Regions from separate parts of the Danio rerio genome. Here region 1 is linked to region 2. The links are chromatin contacts, called in public HiCAR-type maps. All regions are on one chromosome and are shown on one strand. Each heading gives the region's core, a stretch centred on a gene start, on an enhancer-like site or on the middle of the called end of the contact. The rest is flanking DNA. Distances are from core to core; before and after follow the strand shown. Region 1 holds the start of pgap4 (post-GPI attachment to proteins GalNAc transferase 4). Region 2 holds the start of map4k3a (mitogen-activated protein kinase kinase kinase kinase 3a).

Region 1 (2,961 bases), core at 407-2,906, 130 kb before region 2:
ATCCTTTTGTTTACCATGCTACTCTGAATATTCGGTCTGAAATAGCTTGTAAGTATGGCTTAGTAATAAGTGTAATTCCAGCACGTCGCTGACCAACCAAGCATACAGTAGTCGCTTTAGGATAAAGCGATCCTTGCATGCATGAATTGCACATTATTACAAGTTTTGCTTGCTAACAACACAACTGAAAGCGTGCTAGATGTAATACAGTTTTCATTCAGAATTGTAGTATTATTGGCGAATGACATGAACTAGGGTTGTCTGCTGTCATCTTTAAGGTGCATGCGTTCGTGTTTCAGGAGGTGTGGCTTTGGAGCAGGGGAGGGACTGTGTTTCAAATACATTATGCTAACCAATTAGCATTTTGGCAGATCACCTACTGCACCTACTATTTTTTTTCTTCTGTAGGTTATTGATTAAAATATGGTAATTCTAATAGTTAAATAAAGTAATTGTGATTTTTGGAAATCACCAAGCGAACCCCAATTTGGTAACCATTGATTTAAACCTTATAGCAGATGCCCATAGTTACATTTCCCCTATTTTTAATCTCCTAGTAAAGATGATTAAATATACAATACATATAGTATATATTTTTGTCAAATTTTAACATATGCATTATGAGTGATTGTTCTATATTTATACTGTAGATGTCTTTTTTTATATAATGGGAAAATGCCAAAAAGGCGTACGTAACAGTTTTGAGGTAAGGTTGGTTTTATATTTACACTTTCGGACTGTCTCCTTAATCATATAATTTCAAAAAAAGTTATATTTGTAAACTCTAAATAGTGAAATCATATTTGCAGCCAATGACCATCAAAAGTACAACAGTATTCAATTGAATAAATAGTGCTAGTGTTGTTTTTAAGTCATATCTAGATGTAATTTCAGACTGAATATTCAAAGTACCATGGTAAACCAATATTGAAGAAGCATGTCACAAGCTGTCATTGAACGAATGAGCGAATATAAATGTTTTGACCTTATTCATAAAGCTTAACTGTTATGTTAAGGTCAATTTGTTATATGCACACTAGTTAAAGATGAAATGTCACATTTAAATTAAAGTGATTTCATACTTTTACTCAAATTTGAACATCAATATTTCAGAATTTTGAGAAACTATTATACTTTCTTTCGTAGAGAAGGTTCGTACTGGAGACAGTATAACACATGGTTGACATAACTCGGGGAGACAAGCTTTAAATACATATTTGCTTTGAAATATTATATATAGAAACTATTTATGTGTAACGTTATATTTCGGTTTACTAGGAATTATGTCGACGTGTTACGAAAAACGTCTACTATAACACATTATAAAAGTTCGTGAGAGCTTTTTATATGCATACAGTCACAAGGCACTCGGAAAGAGCAGCAGAAGCTACTCGTGTAGAAAAAAAGTACAACAGGCTAGTGAACAGGCATGTGTAAATAAGAAGACAAACCCGGAAGCAGAATGTTATTTAGCGGCCCGTTAAGTAAAATAACAACAAATGGTAGCAAAGCATAAACTATTTTAGCATTTCTACGTTACCTCTCATAATGTGGATGTTCAGCACCCAATGAATTCTCAACAGCTGCCGAGAGTGAAAGGGAGGCCAAAGATCAGTTTTTTAGCCTAAGTACTCAAATCAGTTCAAAACAGTAACGTAGATGGCGTCTTACCGTAATACAAGGACAAACTGCGCGTTTAATTAGTGATGCACAAATGTTGCGCGTTTCTTGCTTAGTGTTTCGAATAAATATACATATAAAAGTGTACATTGTGGAAAATAAAGGTAATACTTTTATGGATTCAGTTCGTATTTCACAGCTCAAGGTGAAAACGACTTAAAAACGATGATTGGTTCGTCACTAATAACGCTGAGTACAGTAACCAAAACCACGTGATAACGTCTTCATGTACTGTACCACACACTAGCCACTAGATGGCAATGTGACATTAAAAAAAAACAGGCAGCTGCGTGGACTACGTGATACTCGGTAAAATATTTCTCAAATATAAACAACGTTTGTAACGTTAGTAAGTTTTATGATTGAGTGCCGAAAACGTTCGGACAAAATAAGCGAAAAAGCTCTTGCAAAAAGTGGTAAAGCAGAGCAAGTACGTTTCGTGACTGAAAAATCTGCAGAACCTCAACTGTAAGTTACAATCAATAACTTGGGTGTAATCAGTCTTTTTGGAAATGTTTTTATTTGTCATTTAATAGAAATGAACCGTGGTGTTACTACAACAATCATGGGTTAACTATGTTTAATATAGCAAAACCATAGTAACCACAACATTTACGATGGTTTTTACCATAGCATTTTCATTAAACACATTAAAACTATTGTTTTATAACAGTACTATAACCTTAGGCCCATGTTTTAAAGTAAAACCATAGTAGCTTTTAACAAAGCAAGTCAAACCATAGTAAGTATAAATCAGAGTTCCCATGCTTCTTGAAAGTACTTAAAAGTATTCTTATTTCAGACATACAGTATGGATTCAAGGGCTGCAAGTTCTTAAAATCAAACACATGCCATTGAAAGTGCTTGAATAAAATTAGAAATGAAATTTGTTTATGGTTTTATTTCAACATTTTTACTCAATTGTCAAAAACTAAATAAATAAAAAAAACTGAAAAAGTCCTTGAATTAAAAACCTTACATTTAAATATTGTACAATAGCACTGACATGTTATCAATATTTCAGAAACTGCATTTGAATATAACCAGTATCGAATTCAACAAATTTGATTAAAGTTCTTTAAACATGACTTTTTAAAACAGTCAAACTTTTTGAAAATCACTCAACGTAAATATTAAGTGTAAATGAAATGTTAAGTACTTTCATTGTGCATATGGTGCTTGTTTTTAAACGAATGGTGCTGTAAAAAGTAATCCAAAGTCCTTGAATCTGCTGTTCATGAAAGCGTGGAAACCCTGATTAATGTTAAATTAAAATAAAGT
Region 2 (3,162 bases), core at 593-3,092:
TATTTTTTTCTGGAGAAATCTTATTTGTTTTATTTTCGGCTAAACATGGCAGAAATTATTAGCCGCTTTAAGCTATATTTTTCGATAGTCTACTGAACACACCATAATTTTACAATAACTTTCCTAATTGCCTAATATATATAATAATATGCCTAATATATATATATATATATATATATATATATATATATATATATATATATATATATATATATATATATATATATATACATATATATATATATATATATATATATATACACACAGTTAAAGTCAGAATTATTATTCCCACTGTTTATTTTTTCCCACAATTTCTGTTTAATGGAGCAAAGATTTTTCAACACATTTCTAAACATAATAGTTTTAATAACTCATTTCTAATAACTGATTTATTTTATCTTTGCCATGATGACAGTAAATAATATTTGACTAGATATTTTTCAAGACACTTCTATACAGCTTACAGTGACATTTAAAGGCTTAACTAGGGTAATTAGGTTAACTAGACAGGTTAGGGTAATTAGGCTGGTTATTTTATTATGATGGTTTGTTTTGTTGACTATATCGAAAGAAAATACCCTTATTTGAAATACCATTAAAAGCTGCTTTTATTCTAGCCGCAATAAAACAAACAAGACTTTATTTAGAATAAAAAAATATTATCAGGCATACTGTGAAAATTCCCTTGCTCTGTTAAACATCATTTGGGAAATATTTAAAAAAGAAAACAAAAAATTGAAATTGGGGCTAATGATTCTGACATTCTATATATATTCTATATATATATTCTATATATATATTCTATATATATATATATATATATATATATATATATATATATATATATATATATATATATATATATATATATATATATATATATATATATATATATCCTCAGAAATTTTAATCGTTAAGTAAAAGCATTACAAACCACCAACTATTTCCATTAAAACCAATAAATGCCAATGGTTTCTATTGTATTCTGGGACAAATTTGGGATTTGTTATTTTACATGTCACCTAATTATTTTCTAACAGTTGTCCATATAGGGAACATGCATTTTCACATTTAAATTAATGCAATTCTCATTATAGCTATTAAAACCATTACAAAATATTTTTTTTCAGCAGCAACGGCATTTATGTAATATCCAAAACAGATTAATATTTAAGTTACATTTTTTATTTATTTATGCAAATTAGGATTTCATAAAATACTCTTTCAAGCATTAAATAATAATGCCATCTTTAGCAGTCAAATTTTGCATTCCCATTTTAATCTTACATATTTAACTCACCTTATTTAGTAAAATATTTTACATTAAATATTTAGTTTTTAATATTATTACTATCATCATCATCATCATTATTATCATGATGATCATCATTATTATTATTATTGTTATTATTATTATTATTATTATTATTATTATTGGAAGCAGCCAAAGACATCAATAGTAGGAACAAAACATGCTATGGAAGTCAGTGGCTCCAACGTTCTTCAGAATAACTTCCTTTGTGTTCAGCAGAAGACAGAAACTCAAACTGGTTTGTAAGAAGTGAAAATAATGATGTCAGAATCTTCATTTGTGGGTGAACTATCCCTTTAAAGCTAAAAAAAACTATCCATAACAAACAAAATATCAAACCATGTCACTGTCAACATATAGTCAAGCTTTAGTATAAGAAAACTAACACACTTTTGAGAACATTTCAGACAAGGTTAGTATATAAAATTGGCTAAACACAGGTTATCTGCTGTTTTATATGCGTGGTCATCTGACCCACCCATCCTCCTCCTCCTGCTCCTTCTTCATCCTCCCATTCCAAACATTCTCCACTCTACGAGCTCTGCGCATGCGCAGTGGAACTCACGGGAAGCCATGTTAAAGTTACAGACAAGTACTGAGACTGAGATTCCCTTCTGACGCCGTATGTTTGTTTTTTTGCTCTTTTCTCATTTCGTTCGCGTCAGGGACCCCAGCAAATCTAACACTGACTGTCAGAGGTAGGAGTCCCCACGATGAACTCTAGTTTCGATCTGTCTAGGCGAAATCCGCAAGAGGATTTCGAGCTTATCCAGAGGATAGGCAGCGGGACCTACGGGGATGTTTACAAGGTAAAAATGTGTTTTCTATAAACAGAGCCCGTCTTTTGGACAGTGCTGTCCACATTTAAAGGGCTGATTCCTTAGAATAACACCAGTGTAAGGTATATTGGAGTTTAAATGCTGTAGATATGCAGTCATAAATTGTACTTCTCTGAACTGGACAAGCTGGGACACTGATCACTTAAAGGTGCACTCAGTCATTTTTTTGCTAATTAAAAATTTTGCCACTCAGTTAAATGATTAGCAATGTGGAGGAATATATTTCAAATGATGCACATTCGTGTGATATAAATGCTAAAGAGCTATCAGTCTTTTAGTAAATGCTGTTTTATTCTACATGGAGCAGGTCCCTCATGGGCACCGCCATGTTGACATCACATGACCAAACCTGTCATGCCGTTTTTAGGCTACTGTAAATGCACATTAAACCAAATCAGTTTGATTCATTAATTATGTACAAAATGGTGTGGTGAATCCGATAATTATATCAATGTCTGTGGTGTGAAACAGAGGAAAACATAGACCAAAAGAAATAAAACTAAAGTTAAACAAACTGCTATTTACTGTGAAGGGACTAAACTTGGTAAACGTAATTCATGCATCCAGGCCAGTGGGTTGTCAGTTTGAAGATCTAAATCACTAATGGTCAAAACCGAATAACGCTGAGAATGACTAAATTCCTACTTCAATACTAAATACACACCCATACCTATAGGAAACGTGAACTGAGTATGTCTGATTGCATCATATTCATAAACTGATAGGCCTATAGTACTTATGACCTACTTCCTACGAGATTCAGAAATGCACTTTTATTGGACACTTTATCCAGAGGCCACAGGAGAAAATTACAGAAATAGTTTATTTTAGTTAAGATGATGCATTCGATCGCATGGCAGTTACAAAAAGGCGAGTGTAAAGGCTAAAGCAAGCACAGAACATTCCAATTTGTTTTTTAATGGGAAACCAAATAGGGTTGTCTTGATACTGGAATTGGATACCAATTGGTACTGAAATTTTAAAAACGTCCATATCCCGCTAACGTTTGAG

What was found. HiCAR-type assays count read pairs that join an accessible place to other places.
Region 1: a HiCAR-type map of caudal fin shows a contact between it and region 2, with 4 times the contacts expected there. The contact joins the promoter of pgap4 here to the promoter of map4k3a in region 2. A contact is called at or near these places in 2 of 4 datasets of contacts at active chromatin or transcription factors (caudal fin and embryo).

What each region holds. Positions count from the first base shown.
Region 1 is chr11:32,871,860-32,874,820 of GRCz12tu, reverse strand. pgap4 (post-GPI attachment to proteins GalNAc transferase 4) reads right to left here and starts at 1,656. Exons shown (of 2, transcript NM_001077341.1): 1 at 1,541-1,656. It also overlaps a transcript of slc8a1a not described here and a transcript of mala.1 not described here.
Region 2 is chr11:32,744,022-32,747,183 of GRCz12tu, reverse strand. map4k3a (mitogen-activated protein kinase kinase kinase kinase 3a) reads left to right here and starts at 1,842. Exons shown (of 33, transcript XM_073916889.1): 1 at 1,842-2,010.